Regions from separate parts of the Mus musculus genome. Here regions 1 and 2 are each linked to region 3. Evidence: chromatin contacts called from public Hi-C and HiChIP or PLAC-seq data. All regions are on one chromosome and are shown on one strand. The core of a region is the stretch at or near the end of the contact, and the rest is flanking DNA. Distances in the headings are between cores, read along the strand shown.

Region 1 (4,103 bases), core at 792-3,291, 470 kb after region 3:
AGAAGAAGGAGGAGGAGGGGGTGGGGAGGACAGGGGGGAGGAGGAGAAGGAGGAGGAGGGGGTGGGGAGGACAGGGGGGAGGAGGAGAAGGAGGAGGAGGAGGAGGAGAAGGAGAAGGAGAAGGAGAAGGAGGAGAAGGAGAAGAAGAAGAAGAAGAAGAAGAAGAAGAAGAAGAAGAAGAAGAAGAAGAAGAAGAAGAAGAAGAAGAAGAAGAAGAAGAAGAGAAGAAGAAGAAGAAGAAGAAGAAGAAGAAGAAGAAGAAGAGGAGGAGGAGAAGAAGAAGAAGAAGAAGAAGAAGAAGAAGAAGAAGAAGAAGAAGAAGAAGAAGAAGAAGAAGAAGAAGAAGAAGAAGAAGAAAGAAGATGTATCTAGAGGTGGCCTTTGAGATTTCAAAAACCTGTAGCAGGCCAAGTTTTCACTTCCTCTCCCTCTCCCTCTCTCTGTTCCTTCCTCTTCCCACCCCTGCCTCCTTCCCCCTCTCTCCACTCTCCTGCTTGTACAATGAAATGTCAGCTCTCAATTGCTCCCATGCCCTGCCTACTGCCATGTTCCCCACCATGATGATCTTAGACTCACCCTCTGAAACAGCAAGCAAACCCCCAATTAAACGCCTTCTTTTCTAAATTGCCTTGGTCATGGTGTCCCCTCCCAGCAATGGAAAAGCAACTGTAGTCCTGTGGGTGGGAATTCCACGGGAAAATGCAGCATCAGTGTGTAAAACAAGGAGGAAGAAACAGAGAAAGAGCTTTTCATCTCTCCCACACCTTGCTGAGGAGCAGAAGTCTGTAACCTTCAGGTTTCACAGTCAGATGACTGGCACAATCAAATCTAGAGATTTTACTCTCCCAGATATCAACCCTCAGTAGAAAAAATCCAAAAATCCCACCAAGCAATGAGCATGGTCACTGCTCCAACCCTACTCGGGGCTGCTCACCTGAAGGACTTTCTCTGTCATAGATAGATCATTTGTAGATGCCCGGGATCCACTCCCCTTTCATTTTCTGTGTGAAGTCCCCAAACATTCATGGTATCCCTGTATATTTTCTCTACAGTGAAGCACTTCCTTGTTGGCCTGGTACTAGCTGACTTCTAATCTTTATTAGTCAGATGTCTGCTCCTCAGAGACTCAAAGAGCAAGAATGACTAGTAGGCTTGTATGCTGGGTCCAAGCTACCCATGAGCATCAGCTCATAGGAACCTAGACACCTTCTCTGCTGATCGCATCCATTCTTTAACCCAGCTTCCTCTCGCCAGGACAGTTTGGGGGAGATCCTTCTGATCCTCTCTCGCCCCTCTTCCCTGCACCCCTGCCCCATCATCCCAGACTTCCATCCCCAGCTTCCTGTTCCCTTTCTTCTTCCCTTTCTAATGACCCCCAAAGACCTTACAAACCAGCGAGAGCCCAGAAATGTGGACACAGTACTAATAACCTCTCACAGATATCTCATGATAACTTTATAAAGCGATGCTTTAGATGGGACTTCTGGGAGGCAAGCTGCATAAATAGTTAAGGACCTAAGTCAAAGACCCAGATCAACTCTATTTAAGTGCTTGTGAAAGCAAGACTGAGAGGATACAAGTCACATGCTCCTGTTTAACCTTTACCAGAAGGCCTGGGCTCGCTGGCGCTCTCTCTCTCTCTCTCTCTCTCTCTCTCTCTCTCTCTCTCTCTCTCTCTCTCTCTCTCTCTCTCTCTCCTCTCCCCCCTCTCCGCTCCAGCTCCACACATGCATAGTGTCAGTGAGCTAAAGGGTCTGTTGTGGGCAATGAACCCATCTCAAGCAGAAAAATCTCCTTTAGCACAACTTGGCACTAACAAGTCACAGAACAAAGGCAGGAAGCGTCCCTTTTCGTTTTATTCACCGGGAAGGACTCTGCCCACTCCTTACCCACTGTCTGATTTCTCACCAAAGGAACATTTGCAAGATGAAAGATTTATATTCTGTGAAATATTTCACTTGTCATCACAGGGGACTCCAGGTTCCCCGGCTGTGCCGTGGGTTCCGGGAAGGCTCCCTGTGCGGCCTTCCTCACAAGCAAAGCCACACTGCTCCCAAGTGGCTTCTGTGGAGAAGCAGAAAGCCAACTGTGGCTGAGACTGAACATTCCAGGCCCAGGGGCTGTTTCCCCGATGCCTCTTCTAGGGGGAGACCTCTATAGACCTAGCATCAGGCTCCTCACAACGGTTACCCTGGGGAGCTCAGCTCTCCCAATCGGAGGAAGACCTTAGATCTTGGCAAAGGTTCAGCCTTTTAAAGTAAAATTGGAAACCTACAGGGCTGTCAGCGTTGGTGCCAATTACACTGGATTGTTTGTACCCCAAAAAGGCAGCTCCCTACTGTTCACGAATCTTCTGTCACTTGGGAAGACAAGGCTGTCACAATAAGTACTATCCCCTTGCTGGTCTCATCCTTTGTCAACAATGAAAAACATCGCTTTTCTTTATAATTACTAATCTTGTAACATTACTGTCCCTGCACCCTGAAGGGGGTTTTTCCTTCTGTCACTAGAATCGGTGTTCTCGCAATTTAGAGTAACTCTGCCCGATAAACTCTAAAGTTATTGACGTAGAGGCAGGTGAATATCACAATATAGGCGCATGGCTCCTAATAGCTCCTCAGAGCCACGCCCCCACTTACCCCTGCCTTCGCCCAAAGCTAAGGCTGCTGAGCTCTAGGTAAATTAAATCCAAAACTCCATGGTAGACACAAGAACCAGTGCATAGTGAAGTTCTGCAGGCATTTGAATGCTGTTGTCTGCTGATGAATTCTTAATTCAAGCTGCACCAAAGACACACCAGGCGAGCCAGGAAGCACTAGCCCTCCTAGACTCCACCCAGGCCATTCAAATTAGAACCAGGAATAACTGTGTCTCACATTATGTTAGAGATTCTGATGAGCTAAATGTTGAGAATAAAGTTACATTATTTAACTCGATGACTTCATTATTCACAACAGTATGTTCACAGACACACAAAAAAATAAAAAATAGAGAGAGAATAAAAAGATAATGGCTGGAAATATCTCTCTCTCTCTCACACACACACACATACACACAAACACACACACACACACATTGTTAAAGGCTAAGACTCACAACCAAAGAATAAAGAGTTGTGCTGGACATGATTGCACACACCTTTAATTAGCAGTTAGGAGGCAGAGACAGATGAACCTCTGAGTTTGAGGCCAAATGGGTCTATATCAATTGTTCTCAACCTGTGGGTCCGGACTCCTTTGGAAGTCACATATCAGATATCCTGCATATTGGATATTTACATTACAATTCATAACAACAACAAAATTACAGTTATGAAGTAGCAATAAAAGTAATTTTATGGTTAGGGGTCACCACAACATGAGGAACTGTATTAAAAGGTTGCAACATTAGGAAGGTTGAGAACCACTAGTCTACATAGTAAGTTATAGGCTAGCCTGGGCTACATAGTGAGACCCTGTTTCAAAAAATAATAATAATAAATTTTAAGAGAAATAGAAAGTTTTTTTAAATACATATTTGGGATATGAATTTTCCTAAACACTGCCTTCCAGTAATGACCAGTTAGTTTATCTCTCTGGAGAGTATAAAGAAAGGGGAAGGAGTCCAAAGCCTTTGTTGCCTGCCTAACCCTGGCCCAGCAGCTCTGGGAGCAAGAGGCAGTCCCCAGCAGTACACATCCCATCACTAGGGGAGGCAGGAGACTGCCACGCTCTTCATCACAAGCCGCTCTTTTAACATTTCATTTTGTGAGTGCCTAAATTAGAAACATTTTCTTCATTAAGCCAGATTTATGAAGTAACAATTACCTCATTTGCCCATTTTTTAAAATTAATCAAAGATTTATATAACTTCCAATCAGAGGTGCTGACCAGTAAAAAAAACCTACCCATTGCTGGTGTCAAATTGCAAGAATGCCATTCCCCAGCAGAGGAAAGCGAGGCAGGTTGAACCCACACAATTCATCTTAAATAGGCAGGCTCTTCTAAAAGCAAATTTGAAATGCTAAACTGTGGGAAACAAATCATGGCCACTGAAAGCTTGGGGACTGTTGAGGAGGAAGGAGGCAAGATGAATACAAATATTCCAGGGCAGCAGGTTGAAAG
Region 2 (3,993 bases), core at 453-2,952, 320 kb after region 3:
GTGTCCTCTCATTAATGCCATCTGCTTCCCTTCTTTTTCTCCAGAAAAGTTCTTCTAAATCTTATGCCTCCAGTTCCACAGAGATTCTAGTGGATTCTATTAGAGTATTCTGTAGACACCTCAACTCAAGACCTTTAAATGTTATCTCTCTCCTTCTCCTCACTCTTCCCTCTTCACATTTAGATCAGGATCCCCTGCTCTCATGCTCAACAACCCAGTCATGCCAAATCCCAAGAATAGCAATTCGTGAGTCCCTCACCACCTTTTTTTTTCTTGTTTGTCCCTCCCTCATCTGCACCCACACTACCCTCACACAAAATGTAACAGCCTCCTAACTGCTCTCTGGTCCTTATAGGTCCCAAGTTCCCCACTGACAAATTGAATGGCTAACAACCTCAATCTAAATCACAGGTTAGCTTGGAATTCTGAAACCTACAGCCATGCAGAAGCTGTTAGAGGATTGTAGATAATATCAAAAATTTGAATTCTTCTATTTGCTGTTGTAAGACCCTCTACATTTGGTCCACAAAGGATAGCTTAGGCATACCAACCGCAGTATGACAAATCAAGGTGTGCACAGTGTTGGGACTCGCAGGTGCACTGGCCCAACACTCAGGATCCCATTAGGACACCTTGATAATCCTTCCTGACACTGAGTGGGCAAAGACAAAGCTCAGAGTCCTGCATGTGGCAGCTCTGGATTTGCACAAAACTGAGAAATAGCCCTTAAAATGCCTCCCAGTCATATTGCTATGACTCCATAAGGAGCAGAAGAGACTTCTGTTGTCCTGCCTGGGATTGCAATGCAATTCAGTAAATGACAAAGCCACAATATGGTATGCAATTGAAATGAGTTGAAAACTTGTTTATACAAAGAATTCATTCAGATCCGAAATAGCTCCAGATTACATTTTAAAATGTGTTTCCCTGTGATTTCCTAGAAGGCTAGGCCCCTTACTGACTCGTCTTTGTATTGTATTTTTTAATGACAATGCTCAAAAGTTCTTATCATGAGCATGAACGAATGAGTTAATATAAAAAGAGGCCTGAACTGACTGACCAACAAGAAGTCTCTAAAAATTAAATCAATTGCCCAAATCTCTCTAAGCTACTATTTCAAGTAGACTTTCCCCAAATAAGAAGCAGAGAGCCCATAGGTAGGAAATAAGGGCAAACATTTGCATCCTCAACCAGACTGTATTTCCTCACATGCAAATCAGTGGAGCCAACCAGCGTGGAATTTGACGAAAGTCTTTCTGCAACGGCAAAGGAAAAATATTTGGCTTCTTGGGCACCAAAACAAACTTAAACTGGAGCTGGAAAGGAGAAGTGCAAAGCAGAGAAGCTTACACTGTACACCTACAAAATGGACTCCCACAGAGAGATACTCGTCCACACAGCCTATGTGACCTGCTTCCTGGGCTTTTCATTCACTATCTCACTGACCAGTAAGAAGGCAGGAAAGTGTTTAACTTGTGCTGTAAGCAGGCATGCCTGTGCCCACTATTCACAAAGCCACTTAGCTTGAGGCTCTGTATTCCTACCACATGGAAACTACGCATGTATACACACACACACACACACACACACACACACACACACACACACACTATTTAAACCAGAGCTGGCTCTTCTACTGAGAACCTCTTCCCTGAGACAGACATCAATAGAGCAAGGACATTGTCTCCGCCCTGCGCCTGTTACCAGGGCTCCCTCTTTTCAATACTGGCCACCTCCGGGCTCTGAGAAACATTTCTCTCTGCTCCCCTCTTTGTCCCACTGCACCAGAAACAAGGACCAGCAAAAGAACAGTCATTATTTGTACTTGGCAAGGGAGGCAGCAGTGAGAGCTAGAAGGGGGTGGGTATGTAAATGTCAGGGTGAGGCTGTGAATAAAGGCAGGACAGGAAGCATCACGCAGTGAATCAAGAGAGGGGAGTCTCAATGACAGGGACAAGTCATTGATATCAAGAAAAAACAAAGGGGACGCATGCATTACACCTATAAATAATAAATAAATAAATAAATAAATAAATCCTCCAGTTCAAATGCTGCTTCACCTAGCTTACAGACCAAAGTCCACAGAGATTGCAGAATTGAATGTCCACAGCTCAAGTTCTGACTCTGCCCCATGCCATTTAGTATTTATACAAATTAAGTTCTTATTCAAACTGTGCCTTGTTTTCCTCATCAATAAAGTAGTGAGGATGATCAACATTAATAGAGCCATGGTGCAATAAAGTAGTGAGGATGATCAACATTCATAGAGCCATGGTGAGGCTCAAAGGAGCTGATGTTTAGGATGCAGAGAGAGAGGACAGTGTCTGGCATGCTGAGTGCAAAAGCTGCTATAGTCCGATGATGGTCTCCTATGAGGCACTTCCAAAGGGCTGGAAAGATAGATGGACCAACGGTTAAGAGTACTAGCCACTCTTATAGAGGACCCAGGTTCAATTTTCAGTACTCACATGGTGGTTGACAACCATCTGTAACTCCAATGTAAAGAGATCCAATACTGAATTAAATTCTGGCCTCCATAAGAAACAGGCATGCATGTGGTGCACAGGCATACATTAAAAAAAAAATTTTTTTTTTAGTAACTTTAAGACTCCTGACTTCCTTGTCTTCTTTAGAAAAACAGGAGCAGCCAAGCCAGCCACTCTAGCTTTTCTATTACCTCCATCCAAAATGAGTAATTTTCCTTTTTGCCTTACAACCTGAAAAGGACAGCTGCCTCCACAAAGGGTGGGGGCGGCCTTGGGAGCTCTTCCAGTTGCCTGATGCAGCAGAGGCAACACCAACTCTCTTCAACAACTGTTACTACAAACACAGCAAACATGGCCTGGCCTCTATATCTGTATCATATCAGGTCCTGCCTTGGGGCTTATCAAAACTCCGATGACTGGCAGTGTAGCTCATTGGTAGAATAGTTGCTTACAATGTTCTCCAGAATAATAGAGGAAGAAGGAGAGGAGGGGGAACAGGAATGGGAGGAGGAGGGGGGAGGGGGAGGAGGAGGAAGAGAAGGAGGAGGAGGAGGAGGAGGAGGGGAGGAGGAAGGGGAAGAAGGGGAAGAAGAAGGGGAAGAAGGGGAAGAAGAAGAAGAAGAAGAAGAAGAAGAAGAAGAAGAAGAAGAAGAAGAAGAAGAAGAAGGAGAAGGAGAAGGAGAAGGAGAAGGAGAAGGAGAAGGAGAAGGAGAAGGAGAAGGAGAAGGAGAAGGAGAAGGAGAAGGAGAAGGAGAAGGAGAAGGAGAAGGAGAAGGAGAAGGAGAAGGAGAAGAAGGAGAAGAAGAAACAGCTAAGAAAGAAAGAAAGCCTTGTTTTTGAAGAGCATTGTGTATGGCTGGGAAAGTCTAGGAAACCAGAAGTTTTCTCAAGTTCTCCTGAGTTATCTGGGAATCGGGGGAGGGATTTGAATAGGGAAAACTATTCAGAGAGCATTCAACATCCTGTGGCCTCTGCTACCATGCTATCTCACATGCTTAGGAACTCAGCACTAAGTGCATGAGAGAGCTGACATCTTTCAGGAAGCTAGCCCTGGTCCCCTAATGCTGTCCCTAGTGCTGAGTATAAACTAACATGCCCAACAGGTCCTGAGATGATGGTTCAGATGACAGGATTGAGGCTATCACAAGCAAGCTTCCACCAAGCTCCAACCCCTCGTGACTTGCTTCCTAGACTCATAGACTACAAAGACCTCAGTATTAAAGGTAGGATGAGACAGTGGCATTTGATCAGAGTGCAGTAACTCCCCCCCCCCCCAAATGGTGTGGCATTTCATTCCCAAAACAATCCTTGATAAGATAGCCATTTCACAGCATAGTGAGAACAGGTGGTAAGAAACTGGAACTAGGGTCTCATTGCAGTTCTAGCACCTACAGACACACACACACACACACACACACACACACACAAACAGGCGCTCGGACACATTCTCTCATGTGTCCTGGGTTTTGTATCACAGATCACTTTAGTGATCTGCGTGTAAAATGTC
Region 3 (3,999 bases), core at 503-3,002:
AGCACATGCCATAAGGTTAGTGAGGAAGGTGAATTTCACCTCCAGAAAACTTTGTCACAAATTTCAGGCTGTCTGCAGCCTTGTTCTCTGCAATGCCTGAGAGGTCTTGAATGGAGGAAATTCCTTAGCAAAATCTTCCCTTTCAGTTCTCTCTTTATGTGTGTGCTTCAGCCTGGTGAATGGCTAACTTGACTTAAATCTTGTTTTCTGGCCAGACTTTGTTCAAGAGAATCACAAAGTATCAATTGAAGAAGAGGGAGGAGGGGGAGGGAAGGAGGAGGAAGAAGAAAGGGAGGAGGTGGTAGAGGAGGAGAAAGGGGGACTAAGGGGAGTGAGAGGAGGAGTGGGGGAGGGGAGAAAAAGACCAGAAGCAGGACATGAGCATCCTAATTGATGCCACTATTGAAGCCAGTCCTTTATAGGACCATGCTGCGCTGTCTCGTTACTATTCACTGTTTCCTAAGTAGATCTGCTAATTTAATTTTATTCTCATTTCTACGATCTGTTTTCTAGTCTTCACAGGTACTGTGAAGTAATTTTGAAAGACACGTTGTACCTGGCTATGTCTTCCGAAGTTCAGTTTTCTTCTACCCTGGCATGGTTTTTTTTTTTTTTTTTTTTTTTTTTTTTTTTTTTTTTGCTATAGGCTGCACTGTTTCATAGGACTACTGCAGGCCACCGTCAGGAAGCAGGCCCCGATTGATCCTGTTTGCTGATTTTATCCATTTATGTGAGTGGCTGCAGCAATGTTTTGTTTTTACTGAGGACATTTTTGTTCATGAAAATGCTAAGGTTACCCACAGTCATCTCTAATCTAGTAGTGAACTGCATTTTCTCTTTATCTACAGGTTGGTAGTCAGCCTGGTTGCCGACAATTGAGGAAGGAGAAGGCTCTTAGTCTGTGGTTTGGTTTGGTTTTCTGGTCATATCAAGGGGAGGGGAGTTGTGTGATCACCTAACAAAGTTGATTTTTTTTTTTCAATCAAAAATGTGTGACTGGGCCAAATATGATGTTACAGGCCTATAAGCTCCAGCATTTGGGAAGCTGAGGCAGGAGGATCATGAATTTGACACCCAGGTGTGTTACACAGCATGGCCCTGTCCAATTACTGCCCCCCACACACCCCCCCCCCCCACATGCACATGCACACACATAGTGTCTGGTTGAATGTTTTCTTTGATTGCTGCTGATTAATAAAGTTTCCCCAATCTAATCTCGAGTCCCCAGTGCAAACTGACGCCAAACTCGCTTGTATGATACACATGCCATACTGCTGTAATCTTGCCAAACCACCTGAAAAGAATTATTTTCCTTGCCCACACACACAAAAAAATAACTGTCAGTTCTTTAAAGTTCAGACTATAAAGGTTTGAATAATTAAAACCTTTTCTACACCTTGGTAGCACGCCCAAAAAGTTAAATGTGTTCCTGTCCTAGCATCTATGAGATAATTATGGGAAAAGGAATGAGATTCTTTTAGAAAAGACACAGAAATCAAGTAGTTATTTGTGCCTGCAAATCCTCTGGGGTCTAAAGAACTAGCAAGATAATAAATTGTTTTTGCTAAAAACAGGAAGTTTGGCAAAGATGTAAAAGTACAGCTAAACTTTGGCCAGGCAACCCAAAACATTGTGTTCTTCTTTGAAAGTATTCCCAGCAAGGAAAAAAATTGGAGTGCCTTGAATCCATAGTTGCAGAAACAGCAGAGGCATCTGGCAACGAGAGCAACTTGCCAAACTTGCGGCTCTACTGCACTTGTGGTGGGAGGATGTGCCAGTTTTCCTCGACTTATGTCATGTGCAGCTGGAAACCCCGTGCATAAATAAGACTCCGAGTGCTGAAAAGATTTGAGCAAGCATTTCTCTGCCTTTTTTCTCCCTTCATCTGAACTAAAAACAAACAAACAAAAACAGAACAAAAAAAAGTCAAAAAAAAATAAAAGCATCACCCTCCCCGCCCTCCAAAAAAATTTTTTTTTCTTGGAGTTTATACAATTTGAAGTGTAGAAGATGGGGATGCCGGCTTCCCCGGGACCTGTTTCTAGAAAAAAAGTACTCAGTGCCAGCATTCTGGAAGTTGTTAGTGTCTCCTCCCCCACCCCATCAAATTCTTCGTATTCCCTCGCCAGCTTTATTAATGTGATTGTGATTATGTGGCATCTGCTTTGGACGGAGCCAATTGGATTATACTTTCCAGTTTAGTCCATCAGTGTGGAGAGACTTCAAAATGTAGGCCAGAAAAAATAAAGCTGTGCACCGGTGACGTCGGGAAGGGAGGGAGGGAGAGGGGGGCTTCTGTGGCTGCAGCTGCAGGGATGCCTGGGATGTCTTGATTGGGGAGAGATGGTGCTCCTTGGTCTTGCAGGGTGGGAGTTTTCCAGCTGGCAAGGACAATGGACTTCCTCTTGTTCTCCTGCACTGCACTGGGTGATTTGTCTGCGAATTTTGGACTCAGGATTCCAGGGGAGACACTGCCCAGTTCAATTTCTGCCATTTATCTGGAGCTGAAGGCAACTGTTCTCCCCTTTATATCTCTCTTTTGAGTAGAGGGAACAGGATGCGATATACCCGCTTAAAGCTAAGCAAACTCCACTTTAGAAGAGGGCATGTGCACACGGGAATCCAGCGGTGGCCACAGAGGGACAGACGTCTCAGTCCCAGCCAGATGGCTTCTCTCTGACTCCTGTTGTGTCTTCTGCTGTCTTCTTGTTGGGGGGCACTAAAAATGTCAGCAGCCTAGTGTAGTGAGAGTCAAAAGACACACTTCAGGCCCAGGCTCCACAGCTCATGACTGTGACAGTTCTGCCTTTCTGAATTGTGATTTCCATATCCATGTCTGTCTCAAAGACAAGTCAAGAAGAATCTACAAGCAACTGTAAATCCTGCCCTGTCATCCTGGATTGTGTTGATCTATGGATGCTCAACACACACTGACTGCTCACTGGAGAGGGAGTCATGGGGTGATCAAAGGAGCCTGTGGGCATGCTTCTGCTACCCTGTGTGGTATCACTCTTGTATGAATGAATGCTACCAGCTCCCAAAATGTCATATTAAATAGATTAAAAACTAGACTATCTTCCTTTGATAACTGTTAACAGATTAAATGATTTTATTATGAAGATATTAGGGAAAGTAAAAAGCAAATCACTTTTATTTACTGCTTAGAAACACTTTTTGTAGATCAAGATTCTTTAAAAAGTATTTTTCCTATTATTTTATTCTGTTATTAAATTTGAACATAACTATATACTCCAAGCATCTTATTAATAAACATTTTCTACTTTCATTATATTTAAATACATTAAATTAAATGTTATTTTAAAATGTCTTTTAAAATTTTTAGATATATTTATTGTATGTGCATGAGTATTTTGCTACATGTGTGCCTGGGGCCCATGAAGACCAGAAGATGTCCAGCCTCTGGGATTAGAGTTACAGACAGTTGTGAACTACCATGTGGGTACTGGAAACTAAACCCAGGATAGTTTCAAGAGGGACTCTTAAACCCCTGAGTTACCTCTGTAGTCCCCTTAAGATATCCATAGCATCTCACTGCACAGGTTCTTCAGAGGAGGCCCAGCTTTTCCTCATTAGCAGTAGGATGTTCATCTTTTGCATTTGCATCTCTTGGGAATAGAATTGGTGTGTTTCAAAAAGGTCTCCAGAGACTTGCTTTCCTTAGAGAGGCCAAGGGAACAGACTTGCTGCCCCCTGGCAGGGAGTGTTGGTCAAAGTGGACTGGACTTTGATGTGGCTTCCTTTGGCTCCTATCACATGAGACACTCTGTGTCTACTAAATCAATATGCACAGCATAGCTGTGTGCTGCACATACCCTTCACAATCTATCTACCTAGTGTGTGTGTACACTAATGCATGAGTAAAGGTGTATCAATATATATATGAGAGTGTATGAACATACTACATAGAGAAGAGACAGAGAGTTCCTCCATGACCCCACCCTACTAACTTTGAACTGTTTCTAATCTTCTGTAGGGAAA

Evidence for each region. Hi-C and Micro-C count contacts between places; a contact is called where the count stands out from the background. HiChIP or PLAC-seq counts read pairs in DNA pulled down with a chosen protein or histone mark.
Region 1: a Hi-C map of uterus shows a contact between it and region 3, with 2.1 times the contacts expected there. The contact joins two enhancer-like sites. A contact is called at or near these places in 3 of 484 Hi-C or Micro-C datasets (neural progenitor cells and uterus).
Region 2: a contact with region 3 is called in an H3K27ac HiChIP or PLAC-seq map of neural progenitor cells, with 11 times the contacts expected there. The contact joins two enhancer-like sites. A contact is called at or near these places in 3 of 484 Hi-C or Micro-C datasets (the N1E-115 cell line, nephron progenitors and neural progenitor cells) and 4 of 115 datasets of contacts at active chromatin or transcription factors (astrocytes, neural progenitor cells and stem cell-derived neural progenitor cells).

What each region holds. Positions count from the first base shown.
Region 1 is chr11:19,669,255-19,673,357 of GRCm38.p6, forward strand. No RefSeq gene overlaps it. Among named protein-coding and RNA genes, the nearest start is that of Gm39601, 53 kb to the left of the region's middle. Within about 2 kb of position 2,042, at least 13 of the 459 cell types and tissues checked have an H3K27ac peak or open chromatin away from gene starts, as enhancers often do. A contact at or near this core is called in uterus, where this site is marked.
Region 2 is chr11:19,522,524-19,526,516 of GRCm38.p6, forward strand. No RefSeq gene overlaps it. Among named protein-coding and RNA genes, the nearest start is that of Gm39601, 94 kb to the right of the region's middle. Within about 2 kb of position 1,703, at least 35 of the 459 cell types and tissues checked have an H3K27ac peak or open chromatin away from gene starts, as enhancers often do. A contact at or near this core is called in neural progenitor cells, where this site is marked.
Region 3 is chr11:19,202,464-19,206,462 of GRCm38.p6, forward strand. No RefSeq gene overlaps it. Among named protein-coding and RNA genes, the nearest start is that of 4933406G16Rik, 140 kb to the left of the region's middle. Within about 2 kb of position 1,753, at least 62 of the 459 cell types and tissues checked have an H3K27ac peak or open chromatin away from gene starts, as enhancers often do. A contact at or near this core is called in neural progenitor cells and uterus, where this site is marked.